Linked DNA regions of Oryctolagus cuniculus: region 1 is linked to region 2. Evidence: chromatin contacts called from public Micro-C data. All regions are on one chromosome and are shown on one strand. The core of a region is the stretch at or near the end of the contact, and the rest is flanking DNA. Distances in the headings are between cores, read along the strand shown.

Region 1 (7,551 bases), core at 1,666-4,165, 150 kb before region 2:
TGTCTGTTGTGGCCCTTTGGGGAGTGAACCATCAGATGGAAGACCTCCCTGTCTCTCTCTGACTCTCTGTAACTCTTTCAAATAATTAAATAAAATATTTTTAAAAATTTAAATAAACAAAATAATATCAAGTTATGAAAACTGCTTTGATGAAAGCAATGAAAGATGACAGATTTATCAGGGTGACCTGGAGAAGAAGGCCCTAGCATGGATGGGGATAGGTTCTTTTCTTTCTTTCTTATTTATTTTATTTTATTATTTTTTTTTGACAGGCAGAGTGGACAGTGAGAGAGAGAGACAGAGAGAAAGGTCTTCCTTTACCGATGGTGCACCCTCCAATGGCCGCTGCGGCTGGCACACCGCGCTGATCCGAAACCAGGAGCCAGGTGCTTCTCCTGGTCTCCCATGGGGTGCAGGGCCCAAGCACTTGGGCCATCCTCCACTGCACTCCCTGGCCACAGCAGAGAGCTGGCCTGGAAGAGGGGCAACCGGGACAGAATCCGGCACCCCGACTGGGACTAGAACCCGGTGTGCAGGCGCCGCAAGGCGGAGGATTAGCCTAGTGAGCTGCGGCACCGGCCCAAGGTTCTTTTCTTTAAGATTTTATTTATTTATTTGAAAGGCGGAATTACAGAGGCGGGGTTGGGGGGGGTCTTCCATCCACTGGTTCACTCCCCAGATGGCCGCAATGGCCAGACCCTGGCCAATCCAAAGCCAGGAGCCAGGAGCTTCTTCTGGGTCTCCCACATGGGTGCAGGGGCCCAAGCACTTGGGCCATCTTCTACTGCTTTCCTAGGACACAGCAGAGAGTTGGATCAGAAGTGGAGGAGCCGGGACTCGAACCTACACCCATATGGGATGCTGGCGCTCTACCCTCTATGCCACAGCACCAGCCCCAGGGCTAATTTTTCTCAACAGCAGCACAATCCACATTTTGGGGCAGATAACTCTTGCTTGTGGGGTTGCCGTCCTAGGCATTGCAGTGTGTATGCAGCACCTCCTGGTTTTGACAACCAAAAACAAATTTTTAAAGTGTTCATATAGCTTTTTTTTTTTTTAAGATTTATTTATTTATTTGAAAGGCAGGGTTACAGAGAGGCAGAGGCATAGAGAAAGAGAGAGAGGTCTTCCAACCACTGGTTCACTCCCCAGGTGGCCGCAACAGCCGGAGCTGGGCCAATCCAAAGACAGAAGCCAGGAGTTTCTTCTGGGTCTCCCACGCGGGTGCAGGGGCCCAAGGACTTGGACCATCTTCCACTGCTTTCCCAGGTGCATTAGCAGGGAGCTGGATTGGAAGTGGAGCAGCTGGGACTTGAACTTGTGCCCACATGGAATGCTGGCACTGCAGGCGGTGGCTTTATCTACGCCCACAGCTCTGAGCCCCCAAAGTGTCTTTAGACAGTCAAAGTTTCTTACAGGGCAGGACCATCCGCAGCTGAGGATCTGAAGGCAAAGCATCAGGCAGATACCAGCCTAATGGTTGTGGAAGTTCATTTTTTTTTTTTTTCTATTTTATTTGAAAAGCAGAGAGACAGAGATCTTCCATCTTCCAGGGCTGGAGCAAGCTGGAGCCAGACCAGAACTCGATCTGAGTCTCCCACTTGGGTGGCAGGGACCCAGGTTCCTCTGCCATCACCTGCTGCCTCCCAGGGTGTGTGTTAGCAGGAACCTGGATCAGAACCCGAGCTGGGACTCAAAGCTGGCACTCCAAAGCGGGCGGTGGGGCACCCCAACCAGTGCACCCACGCCGGCCCCTGCAGGAAGTGCGCTCCTTGGGGGACAGGACAGCAAGAAGGAGGGCGTAACTCAAGAAGTCTCGCTTAACTGAGACACCAAAGCAAGTGTGGCCGATGCCCGGTGACTGAGAAGGGAAAGGTTGGGAAATAAAAGGAGGGTAGAGAAGCACAGTGGGCAGCGCTTAGGACCACAGAGCTCTGGCAGGCGGGGCTGAGGCTTTTGGGTTTATTCTAAAAGCAACGGGAACTGGTCTGGTCTGGTATTTTGCAAGGGTCTCTCTGGCTGCTGTGTGGGAGATGGAAGAGGGGAAGCAGGGGGACTACTGCAGTCGGCCAGGAGGTGGCAGTAGGACACACGCAGGGAAGCGGGCAGGTGCCAGCGACGGTGGAATGCGGCTGTCTATAAAGCAGGAGCGCTCTTACTACGGAAGCTGCCTCTGCAAGGCGTCATGACACAGCACGGTAAAAAGGCACAGCGGCTCCAACTCGCAGAAGGGGGGCTCGGGCGGCCAGCCCTCCCCCCGTTCCTCCCCGGCAGCCCCACAGGCCCAGAGGTACCGCCTAGCTGGCACGAAGGCTGCCGGTGGGCAGCTCTGTGCCTTCCCTAAAGCATGCACAGGGCCCACCCCAGCAGGCGCCCCCGGGCCGCAGCGCCGCGGCAGCCCCAGGCCCGAAGCTCCCTGCCTCCAGGTGCAGATTCTGCTCCCGCGCCCCCCTCTCTGACGCCCGAGCAAGCTCGGGTCTCCAGGCCCAGCCTCCCCACTCGGAAAAACTACAGAAACCAATGGCTGTCTGCCCGCCTGCTCGCCAAGACGAGTGTTCCATGGCCGAGCTCGTACCGGCCTCGTGAGCCCCCTCCTCGCCCTCCCCGCACACGGCCCGCAGCCCTCGGGGTGCCGTTCGCAGCCTCCCCCTTCAGCTCGCAACCCTGAGGGTCCCAAAGGGCCGGGCTCCGGGCCTGCGGGGCCACGCGACCGCCCGCCTCACCCCTCTCGAAGTCCATCTCCTCCAGCGTCTGCTGCACGCCGGGCACCGCGCTGGGACGAGAGCAGCAGGGTCCGTCCACGCACGGCCGTGGAGCCGCCATTGCAGCTTCTGCGCCTGCAACCCAGGGGCCGGACACCCGCTCGGCCCCCGCTGGCCAGAGTGACGGACGCAGTGCCCCTCCCGCCATCCCCGTATCTGGCCACTCACCGTGCGTCCTTGGCCTTAGAGTCCCGCCCCCTCCCCGGAGCCGGCCAATCCAGAGTCTTAGGCCTTAGCTCGAGAACGAATCGTGGTGGCGGGGCGGGACTTGCTGCGCCCCGGCGTCACCCGACAGCGCCACGCGAGGGCGTCCGAGACTAAGCGGAGGGCTGAGGGCGGCGGCGTGGTGTTCTGGGCCCTGGGAGTGGGGTCCCGCGGGGCGGACTGGCGGGGCTTTGCCAGGATGCGGAGGCGAGGCGGCTGGGCCCGGCCAGAGTTTTTATGTAACCTTCAGAGGCCTAGCGGGTTTTTTCCCTCACCGCCCTTGTCCACCTGGGCTTCCTCCACGATCCTTCACCCCCTCTTCCCACACCATTGTGGCCGCGCAGTGACCTTTGAAAAAGCACTTTATTTTAAAGGCAGGGAGCTAGGCAAAGGCAGATCTTCCATTGTCTGGTTCGCTCCCCGAACGTCCCCAACGGCCAGGGGTCCGGAAGTCAAGTCTGGGTCTCTCCCGTGGGCAGCAGGGCTCCAGTTATTTGAACCGTCAAGTAATTACTCGCCTCTCAGGGTGCAGATTAGCAGGAAGCTAGAAGCGAAGCGAAGGAGCTCTTCAAACTCAGCCACACCTATGGGATGCCGGCGTCCCAAGTGGCGTCTTAACCCCTGTGCCAAATGCCTAGTCCCCGTGACCTCTTCAAAGGCTCCCTGCAGATGCACCGTGTTACTCCAGCAAGGGGCAGCTGGCCACAACTTGGCCTGCTAGTAGGAGTAGCCCCACAGAAGCCCCAGAGGCAAGGCCAGGGCCTAGGTTTGTGCCCCACCCCTCTCCCCATCACCTCTCCCACCACAGGCACCTGGTTTACCAGATCAGTCTTCATGTATCAACCTCACAGACTGACACCTGTGGACCCGGCACTGGCACTGAGTCGCCAGATGAGCACACACAGGGCAGCCCGTGCCAGCAAGCCTGGGTCAGAGGCTGTGACAGCCACGGGGGACCTCGTTTCCATGTCCTGGACATGGGCTGGACTCTGGCGTGTCTAAAGCCATCGGGAAGGAGTCCAGGCTGGGTCCTGTTGTTTCTCACATCTTGGCCCCAGGCCTCTCCCTCGCTAGGACACCCTGGGTGGCAGCAGCAGCTCCTTCCCGGAGGACCAAAGGCCGGACGGGATCTCTCTTCCCCTAAACTGCTCGGGCGCCCAATCCCTCACGCCAGTGAGCATAACCATGTTCACCGCCTACCCGAGCTTAAAACTGCTTCTAGGAAGTCCCCTCCTTCGGCCCCCTCACTGCCCGGGGTTCTGGGAAGGCAGGCCCCTCCTCCTCCTCCTCCTCTCCCAGTGCCTGGACTTCTCCCTTTGGCCCGAAGCCAAGGCTGGCTCCCAAGGGGCTGCAGCCGTGGTCTGGTTCCCAGCCCTGCTGCCACCACTGTGGGAAAACCCTGGAGGAGTCTGGGCCATGCTCCCTGCAGAGAGGGGCACAGGCTGGCTGGAACCGCAGAAGGGGCACCGCCCAGGGAGCGTGCGTGGGCCCAGGGCAGCCTGGCTCAACCCACACAGAGCCTTGCCTCTTGGTACCTGCAAGACTTTGAGCTCACATGCCTTATCCCCCATTACCGTGAGAGCTTTATTTTCTCCATTTTATTCGTCAATATAAAAATACTCAAATATTTACAACAAATAAATACGTGGGACACAATAAGTTACAGTTAGGGGCCCTCCCCCTAGGGCTGAGAGGATATGCCCACCTTGCCCCTGCACAACCTTCCCCAGCCCTGGATGGGGGGAGGATGAATATAAAATACCACTGAACCCAGGCCAAGAGGGAGGCCCCGCCCACCCCTGCCCCCAAACACACAGGAGGCTCCATCTCCCTCCCCCCACCCTGAAAACATTCACAGCCCTGGGGGCGGGACCAGGCCCACCCCCCTCCCCCCAACGGAGCCCTGCACTCCCCCAAAGGGGTACCGCACCCTGCCCACCCCACCCCCATATGTACAGCACTGCCCCACGCTTGGGACAGGTGGGGGTAAGAGAGGCAATGCGATACGACCCCTTCCCCTTCATAGCTCCAGTGACTCACCAGGGAGACCCCAGGCCAAGGGAAGACTGAACAGAAAGGCTATGCCACATGTGCACGCGTGCACACACACACACATACACACGCACAAACACAAATACGCGCACACACACACACACAACTTGAAACTTCTGCCTTGGAAGGTTTTGGCGGCTGGGGTCCCACATGTCCGTGATCCACAGAGAGGAGGAAGACGCCTCCCATGAGGCCGGTGTCCTGGTGAGCCACACCAAGTGGCAGTGCCCATGCTGAGCGGGTGCCCGTGCCATGTCCCTGAGGTAGCTGGTGCCTGTGCAAAGTAGGAGCTGCGCCTCCCACGTGCCCCCCGCCACTGCGGTGGCGGGGCTGCCCTCATACTGATGACTCCTCGGGGTTGGAGTCGGGCAGGGGCTGGCGCTGCTGCAGTTTGCGTCTCAGTTCGTCGGCGAGTTCCGGCAGGGGGTGCCCAAGGCCTCCCCGGTCCTCCCCTCCCAGTTGTAAGCGCACGTAGCCGTTGGCGTTTGAGTTCCGCCCACCCCCCAGGTGAAGTCGCGTCGGAGAAGGCAGGGGCTGGCCGGGCATGCCAGGAGGAGGAGAGGGGGGCCCACCTCCAGGCTGGCACCGGGCGTGTCCAGGCACTATCTTGAGGGAGCCATCGGAGTAGTAGTAGCCAACCGGATCCCAAAGTTTCTCGTCGGTTTCAGGGCCAGGCCGGAAGGGGGCGCCAGTGGGCTCCTTGGGCAGCTCCAGAGGGTACACCAGGGTCCTCTCGGCGGCCTTGGCACCTTTCTCCAGCTCTTCCCGCAGCCGCCGGCGCAGTGACAAAACGAGGAGCAGGAGCACCAGACACACAGCTCCCAGGGCCACCACGGCCAGCCACACCAGCCCCAGGTTCTCCAAGGGGGCCCGGGCCTCCATGGTCACTGAGGGTCCCACCATGACATCCACAAGGTAGCTTTCAGCAGCCAGCCGCGCCCCCTGCTCCTCCGAAAAGCAGCGGTAGGTGCCGGAGTGGTGGGGCTGGGCAGCCATCACCACCAGGGCCTGGAGTCGGGCATCCGAGAGGAAGAAGCCGGGCTGTTCGGCGGGCAGGTCCCGGCCCCTGAAGGTCCAGTGGGCGTGAGCCAGGTTGGAGGAGAGGCGGCAGGGCAGCACCAGGTCTGTGCCCGCCACCACGGTGATGTTCTTGGGAGTGAGCCTGACTGCAGCGGCAGAAAGAGAAAGGGCAGAGTTAGAGCAGGAAACCCAGGGCCGGGGGGAGAGGAGCGGGACCGCCAGCTCGGAGCCAGGGCCCGGGCCGATGGAAGGGGGCACAGAAAAGCCAGCTCACCTTTCTTACCGCCCCGCTGGTTACAGACGCCTGAGGTGTCCGAGGTGTTCATCTGCTGCAACAGCAGGGATCTGCGGGGGAGCGGGGGACCCGTCAGCAGCCCGGCTCCACCCACCCCTCCTTCCTCTCCCTCCGGGGCCCCACAACGCCAGGAGCCCTCCTCACCCGGAGTGGGCGCCCACGGCCACGCAGCGGCTGGTGTTGGCGTTCCAGGCACAGAAGGGGTCCCGGGCGAGGACACAGTCTGCACAGGAGCGGTACTTGGCGCAGTCTGCCAGGGGCACCTGAACCAGCTGGGAGCGGGACCCAGCGAAGAGGAGCTTCTGCAGGAGAAGAGGGGCTCAGGCCAGGCCAGCGCAGGGGGCACACGAGGACCAGAGGGCGCTACAGCGGGAGCGCTAAGACCCAAAGACTGCACGGAGGGAGGGCTTACTACAAGCCACACGCAACCCTAAGCACCTTACAGACATGACCTTATTAGAAACAGGTGACGGAGCCAAGGCCGAGCAGCATAATCTCACACACACACACACACACACACACACACACACACACACACACACTCTCATACTCTCTCTCTCTCTGCAGGAAATACGTTTTTCTCAAGGCCAAGCAGCTCTCTCAGTAGCAGCAGCATTGCATAAGGTGTTTTGCTCTGTTGCAAGGGTGACTGCCAATCTGCGTGTTTATTCAACCACGCGCTTTCTTTCTGCCATTATTCCATGTTCTAGGGAACAATTTTGAATCACAATGGCCGGTGAAAGGCAAACAAACCCACGATCGATGTTGGGGGGGGGTATGTTGGGGAGGGCAGTGCTGCTGCAAACAAGCCAGGAAGGAGCCCTGCACGAGGGCACATTGAGAGCGCTTTAGGGAGTACGGGCTCCGGGGCAGAGCCCACTGGGGACTGGTGGGAAAGCTGTCCCACTGGTGGGGACTGGATGTCATGTGGGTGCCACCAACAGCTCACAGCCTGGGAGGGGTCAGGTCAACGTGGCACGATAAGCGGAGCCTAAGGGGAACAGTGAGAGCAGCTACTGAGGCCTCCCAGGGACCTGGCTATGGTGGCCCCAGGCAGTGCAGATTCTGTTTGCTTCTAGAAACTCGCCCCAAGCTCAGCGCCCTGTGCTAGGCTGGCCAAGCACACAAGCCAGCCTGGGGAAGGCAGAGACGAGAGGAAGCAAGCCAGGAAGGGGGGAGGGGGCAGGGGACAGTGCGGGTGTGGTGCCTGATTCATTA
Region 2 (6,770 bases), core at 3,681-6,180:
AGAGAGAGATTTTTTTAAAAGATTTATTTATTTATTTGAAAGTCAGAGTTACACAGAGAAGAGGCAGAGACAGAGAGAGAGAGGTCTTCCATCCAATGGTTCACTCTCCAGTTGGCTGCAATGGCCGGAGCTGCGCTGATCCGAAGCCAGAAGCCAGGAGCTTCCTCTGGGTCTCCCATGTGGGTACAGGGGCCCAAGGACTTGGGCCATCTTCTACTACTTTCTCAAGCCATAGCAGAGGGCTGGATTGGAAGTGGAGCAGCTGGATCTTGAACTGGCGCCCACATGGGATGCCAGCGCTCCAGGCCAGGGCATTAACCCATTGTGTCACAGTGCCGGCCCAGGAGATATTTTCTATCTGCTGCTTCCCAAATGCCTGCAACAGCCAGGGCTGGGCTAGGCCAAGCCAAGAGCCAGGAATTCAATCCAAGTCTCCCATGTGGATGGCAGGTGCCAAGTACCTGCTGCTACCAGGTGCGCATTAACAGGAAGCTAGAATCAGACGTGCAACTGGGACTCGAACTCATGCACTCTGATATGGGATGCATGTGTCCCAAGTGGTAGCTCTCTATCTCTCTTTTAAAGATGTATTTATTTATTTGGAAGTCAGATTACAGAGACAGAGACAGAGAGAGATCTTCCATCTGCTGGTTCACTCCCCAGACAGTTGCATTAGCCAGGAGCCCAGAGCTTCATCCAAATCTCCCACATGGTTTGTAGGGGCCCAAATACTTGGCTCATCTTCTCATGTTTCTCCCAGGCCGTTAGCAGGGAGCTGGATCAGAAGCAGAGCAGCAGGGACTTGAACTGGTGCCCAAAAGGGGTGCTGGTGTCACAGGCAGTGGCTTTACCTTCTACACCACAATGCTGGTCCCCCAGGTGGTGTCTTAGCCACTACATCAAATATCTACCCCTATTTTCACTTTTATTTGAAATTGTCAGGGAGAGACAGAGAAATCTGCTGGTTCACCCTTCAAATGCCTACAATAGCCAGGGCTGGGCCAGATCCAGGCAAAGAGCTGGGAACTCGATTCCTGTCTCCCATGTCGGTGGCAGGGACTCAACTGCTTGAGGCATCCGTGCTGCCTCCCAGGGTGCACATTAAGAGGAAGCTGGAATCAGAAGCAAAGCTGGGGGCCGGCGCCGTGGCTCACTAGGCTAATCCTCCACCTAGCGGCGCCTGCACACTGGGTTCTAATCCCGGTTGGGGTGTCGGATTCTGTCCTGGTTGCCCCTCTTCCAGGCCAGCTCTCTGCTGTGGCCCAGGAAGGCAGTGGAGGATGGCCCAAGTGCTTGGGCCCTGCACCCCATGGGAGACCAGGAGAAGCACCTGGCTCCTGCCATCGGATCAGCGTGGTGCGCCGGCTGCAGCATGCCAGCCGTGGTGGCCATTGGAGGGTGAACCAACGGCAAAGGAAGACCTTTCTCTCTGTCTCTCTCTCTCACTATCCACTCTGCCTGTCAAAAAAAAAAAAAAAAAAAAAAAAAAAAGCAAAGCTGGGACTTGAACCCAGGTACTCTGATTGATAACGCATGTGGGCGTTTCAAGCAGCATTTAAATTGCCGCACCAAATGCCTGCCCCACGATGCCCATTTTAAAGAAAATGAAAATAAAGCAAAAAGAGGTGAAGTAGTTTGCCTGAAAGGCTGAGACCAGCATTTCACATTCCCAAGGAAATGCAAATGGTCAAAAGGCATCTGCAAAGATAGCTCAGCTCCCTTAGATGTCATTGTGTGGGCAGGCAAACTTTGAGTGAGATAGAGACAGGGACTGACACTTGCGTGCCCTACTGGTGAGAACAGGAATTGCTCCAGACTTTTAGGAAGCCTGGAAAAACCTATTCGGATGTTTCACACAGATACACCTCTTGACTCAATTCTTAGAAACCAAAGCTCCAAATTATTTATAAGACTGTATAGATTCTGTAAAAAAAAAAAAAAAAAAAAGAAAAGAAAAAAGAAATTATCAACTCCCAACTTGACTCTCACTGGGATTAAACATGACAATAGGTCTGATCTGATTTCATCATCAGTTAAAAAAATCATCTATTATTTTTCACTTTATGTTTCTGTGTGGGAGCAAACTGTTGAAATCCTTACTTAATGTATACTAAGCTGATCTTCTGTATATTAAGATAATTGAAAATGAATCTTGATGTGAATGGAAGGGGAGAGGGAGTGGGAAAGGGGAGGGTAGTGGGTGGGAGGGACGGTATGTGGGGGAAGCCATTGTAATCCATAAATCGTACTTTGGAATTTATATTCATTAAATAAAAGTTAAAAAAATGAAAACAAACAAAAAAAGACTGTATAGAAATGTGCACTGCATCATTGTTTGAGGGGCAAAAACCAAGAAACCATCTGAATGTTCATCAAGGGGAACAGCTAGATAAATTACAGCCCACTCATAGTAGGCAATGTTTTGCAGCAATTACAGAAAGTAAGCTAGACTTATATGTGTTGATCTGGGCAGATGTCCACAAGATATTTTATGAAATGAAAAAAAAATTAGCAATAACTTCTAAAGTGGTCAAAGAAAAAAACACATTTTACCAAATTTGTATATTTTCATTTATTATTTTGGCAGGCAGAGAGGTAGAGACAGATAGACAGAGACACATTTCATCTGCTAATTCACTCCCCAAATGCCTACAACAGCCAGGGCTGGATCCAGCCGAAGTCCGGAGGCTGGAATTCAATCTGGGTCTCTCAAGGGTGGCAGGAACTCAAGTACTTGGGCCATCACCTGCTGCCTTCCAGTGTGCACATTAGCAGGACACTGGAATCAGAACTGGAACTAGGACTTGAACTCAGGCACTCTGATATAGGATGCAGGGCATCACAGGTTGCATGTTAACCACAGCGCCCAATGCCTACCCGGCTACGTTTGTGTAATTTTAGGAAACTTCCTATATAGGTGTGTTTCTTTGAATATGTTAACGCAGGTATAGAGCAATATGTTCAAGCAAGTGTGATTTGGTCCCCCAGGGGGACAAGATGACTAATGACATTTTTAGTTGTCAAACACTAATGGCATAGCTGCTAAATCCTAAAACACACACTGGGCAGCCTCACCCCTCCCCTCTACACGTGTCAGTCACGCTGAGGTTGAGAAACCGGCACAGAGAAGAGAAGATAAACACCAAATTCTTAACCTTTTCCTTACTGTGTCTGTGTGGACTTAGTATAATAAGCATTTATTTTTGCAACTAAAAATTAGCCTGTAAAGGCAAAAAAAAAAGTTCATTTAGGCAAAGCCAATGATGGAGCAGGAGTGGCCAACTGCTCCCCCAGGAAACCTCAGGGGCACGGGTGTGAGTGAGGGTGGCAGGCGCTGGAGGCAGCAGGGGTGGGAGAGGATCTGATTTTAGAGCTCACCCGCACAATCTGAATAGTCCCGGGGAGAAGTGGAGCCCTGGACGAGGGCTCACTATGTGTGGAACAAGCCCCAATTCAATTCCTAACTTCTAGCTTGGAGCAAACCATCTGTGTCAGGCAGCAGGGACTCCTAACACATCAGAGCTGACTGTCCCACCGGCCTGCTCAGGAGCAGGTTAGTAGGTGCTCCCCACGAAAGCCTTTTGTGGCTAAGACAGGAAAAGTCCAGCTTAAGAAACTGCGAAGCAGAGTTCTTTGCTGCAGAGCCTTTAACATGTTGATTTGCACGTCCAAGAGGGTGGTCCTCACAAGCAGGACTGTCCTATCTTGGCCAATTCCTTTTTTCTGACCGCACATCTTGAGCCTTGGATTCCATAGAGTACTTCGGAAAACAGTATCCTCATCTGATTATCGTTTCACTGATTAGGACAAGGTGGCCAAAAAGAGAAAACAAAACAAAACAAAATCGGACTGAGCTGCCTGGTAGGGCCAGCTGTTTTCCAGACCAATGATTTTTTTTCTCACCAAACACCAAACCACAGGTACAAATCAACGATAGATCCTTGGGGACCATTCCTTGGTTTTAAATAACTTCCCTTCTGTGTAATCTAGAGGAGTTGCAGTGGATGTAGGAAGAAGGGGGCAACACTCAAAGCAAAACCCACCTTTGAAGAGGATCAAGTCAAGTCTGGTCTCAGGATAGAGACCATTTTTCTCCCCTTGGTGGAAAGGGCACCCAGGAAGACCACATGAGCTCCCCTGAAGGAGGAGGTCCTTTTGAGTATCATAACCCGTATGGGACCTCCACTCTCCAACCTGCCTCAAATTGCCCTATAAACCGATCCTGTATCCTCCGTCCAAGTACTAAAAATGCTATATATGCCAGGCCTCTGCAAGATACGTAACTCCACGATGATGCGGTATCATTTCCACTCTGAAGGGATTTTCCATCTGGTAGGGAACCGCAGACTTGCTAACACTTGATGCGAACCAAGCGGCGAGGAGTCGACAAGGAGGAAAGCGTTTCCCAAGGCTCTCCATGCCCACCCTAAGCCTGAAGGTAAACGGGGAGTTATTGGAGGATGTTGTCGGTTTTAAACAGAACTCTGGCCACACAGTGCGTTCTGCGACTCCACTTCCCATTATCACTTCCCCTTCCTGCTCCTCTCCTCCCCTCATCTTTTCCTTAGTTAATAACCCGCGGAAGGGTCACTCCCTCACCTCATATCATCAAAGGGCCTTGGTCCTGGGAGCGGCCACCTCTGGCTCTAGCCTCCTGCTCATCACCAGGGGGCTCATTACCCTACATAGTACACCTGTATAAGTAATTGGTACTAACGCAAGTCTCCTGACAGACGCTGACTTAAAGACTTCCGTCCGCAGCCTCCTCAGTGACCCAACCATCAGGTAAGACGCACAGCAACTCCCATTCGGCTGGGTCACTGAATTGTCCAAACCCCAGGGTTACCAAAAACCAAACCTAAAGACCCGCCATTGACGGGGCCCGAACCCGCGTCTTTGCAGTGCTGGGCATGCGCAATCTCCCCCACGAAACCGTCACGTGGACTCGGGAGCTGGTAGGAAGCGGAAGACTAACCAGGAGGAGAAAGAAGCCCGCCCCCGGAAGTCCCGCCCATCTCTAGAGCTTGTTCCCGGAAGTGGCGCTGTTTGTCGCGGGCGTGATGGCTTCAAGGTTACTTCGCGGAGCTGGAGCGCTGGCTGCTCAGGCCCTGAGGGCCCGCGGACCCAATGGAGCGGCTGCCGTGCGCTCCATGGCTTCTGGAGGTACGCGGCGCAAGGGACCGGTGTCGTTGCTCTCCCGGGGTGGTTGGGGCTGGGGCAGGAAAGCGGGTCGGGCTCTGCAGCCCCTCTGGGCCCCAGTGGCCACCTCTCGGCCCCGAGTGCATCAAGCTCTGCGGGCGTCGCCCTGTCATTTCGGGCTTCCGCTACTGCCGCCCACCGAGCTGACCCCGCAGAGTAAGACTCCTCAGCAGAGGTGCCGGATGACCTTGGAGGGCAGGGATTGCAAACGGGATGGAGCGGGACCGGGCTGCCCTTCAAACCCGCGCCCACTCTGAGCCGAGTGGACTCTGGTTGACCAGCTTTTAGAAAAATGTCGAAAAATCGGTTTTGGTGGTTGGAGGTGTGGAGAGAGCAAAGCTTCCGCTGGTGCTGGTCTTTTGGGGCTCGTCCCTAGAGGATCCTGGGTATCTGCAGCCTTTAGGAGCCCGTGAGCCCAGTAAAACATAGACAGGAGCTCGTGTGTGGCGTTTTCCGTCTTGATCATTTGCAGCGTGCCTTTTCCTGTCTGGGTCGCTAAAGGACATAATGCACGTGTCTTCCTTTAGGTGGTGTCCCGACCGATGAGGAACAGGCCACCGGGCTGGAGAGGGAGGTCATGATGGCCGCGCGGAAGGGACTGGTGAGGAGGGGCTCCCTTCTGTGTCTTCTGTGGTGCTCATGGGTCTGGGATGGAATCGGGGGAGTCGCCAGTCCTCTCCGTGCATTTGATCCAGGCAGCCTGGCTTGTGGGAGCAGGCCTCAGCTCCGGGAGGGTAGAAGTCTTATGGCATAGTGGAGTAATTCTTTTTTTTTTTTTTTTCCAGGACCCATACAATATGCTACCCCCAAAGGCAGCTTCAGGCACCAAGGAGGACCCTAATTTAGTCCCTTCCATCACCAACAAGCGAATAGTGGGCTGCATCTGTAAGTCCCTGACACGTTTTCTTAACTATTTAAGTAGTATATTCTGTTTGGGACGGCTATAAGCTGCTTCACATCTCGTGTGTGTGTGTGCAACTCTATGAATGTAAAGAGGATGTGTGTATAACTAAGTTGTTCCCAGAGTCCTGGCTCTCACGCAGTAGGTCATCCTTACTGGAAAGAGGTGTGGAACAAGCAGCAAGACTGGCTGGCTGGAAGTGCATGATGAAGATGGAATTTTCATTCACAAATCTTGGGCAATGTTTTAGGCCCCAGGGATGCACACCAGAGTGGACCCCGTTTGGAAGTCTGTGTAGGCAAGGGTATTGCTAGAACTTACAGTGACCTTGCTGTAAGGTCGGTATATGTGCAGGTAGATGCAGGGCCTCAGTTCTTCATCTGGAGAGTAGGGAGGAGAGTTTGAACTGATGTCCTCAGATGTCAGCCACAGTTTTATTTCTGTCTCCGAGGTGTCTGGGTAAAAAAGGTCAATGTTGAAAGTCTCTCTTCTTAGACCGGATGACTTTCAAACTCCTTTTGTCCTTTCAGGTGAAGAGGACAACAGTGCTGTCATCTGGTTCTGGCTGCACAAAGGCGAGACCCAGCGATGCCCTAACTGTGGAACCCATTATAAGCTGGTGCCTCACCAGTTGGCCCACTGAGCCCCTGCGCTAACTTAATCAGAATGT

What was found. A called contact is a pair of places that touch in the nucleus more often than the background predicts.
Region 1: a Micro-C map of ear pinna shows a contact between it and region 2, with 9 times the contacts expected there. The contact joins the promoter of ANKRD39 here to the promoter of COX5B in region 2. A contact is called at or near these places in 3 of 6 Hi-C or Micro-C datasets (ear pinna, psoas muscle and an unstated tissue).

The regions. Positions count from the first base shown.
Region 1 is chr2:110,866,997-110,874,547 of mOryCun1.1, reverse strand. ANKRD39 (ankyrin repeat domain 39) reads right to left here and starts at 2,915. Exons shown (of 4, transcript XM_002710017.5): 1 at 2,724-2,915. The coding sequence starts at 2,910. SEMA4C (semaphorin 4C) reads right to left here. Exons shown (of 15, transcript XM_070068765.1): 13 at 6,478-6,635; 14 at 6,313-6,383; 15 at 4,550-6,184. The coding sequence ends at 5,355.
Region 2 is chr2:110,723,967-110,730,736 of mOryCun1.1, reverse strand. COX5B (cytochrome c oxidase subunit 5B) reads left to right here and starts at 4,930. Exons shown (of 4, transcript XM_002710006.5): 1 at 4,930-5,163; 2 at 5,727-5,800; 3 at 5,985-6,084; 4 at 6,631-6,770. The coding sequence starts at 5,061. The coding sequence ends at 6,743.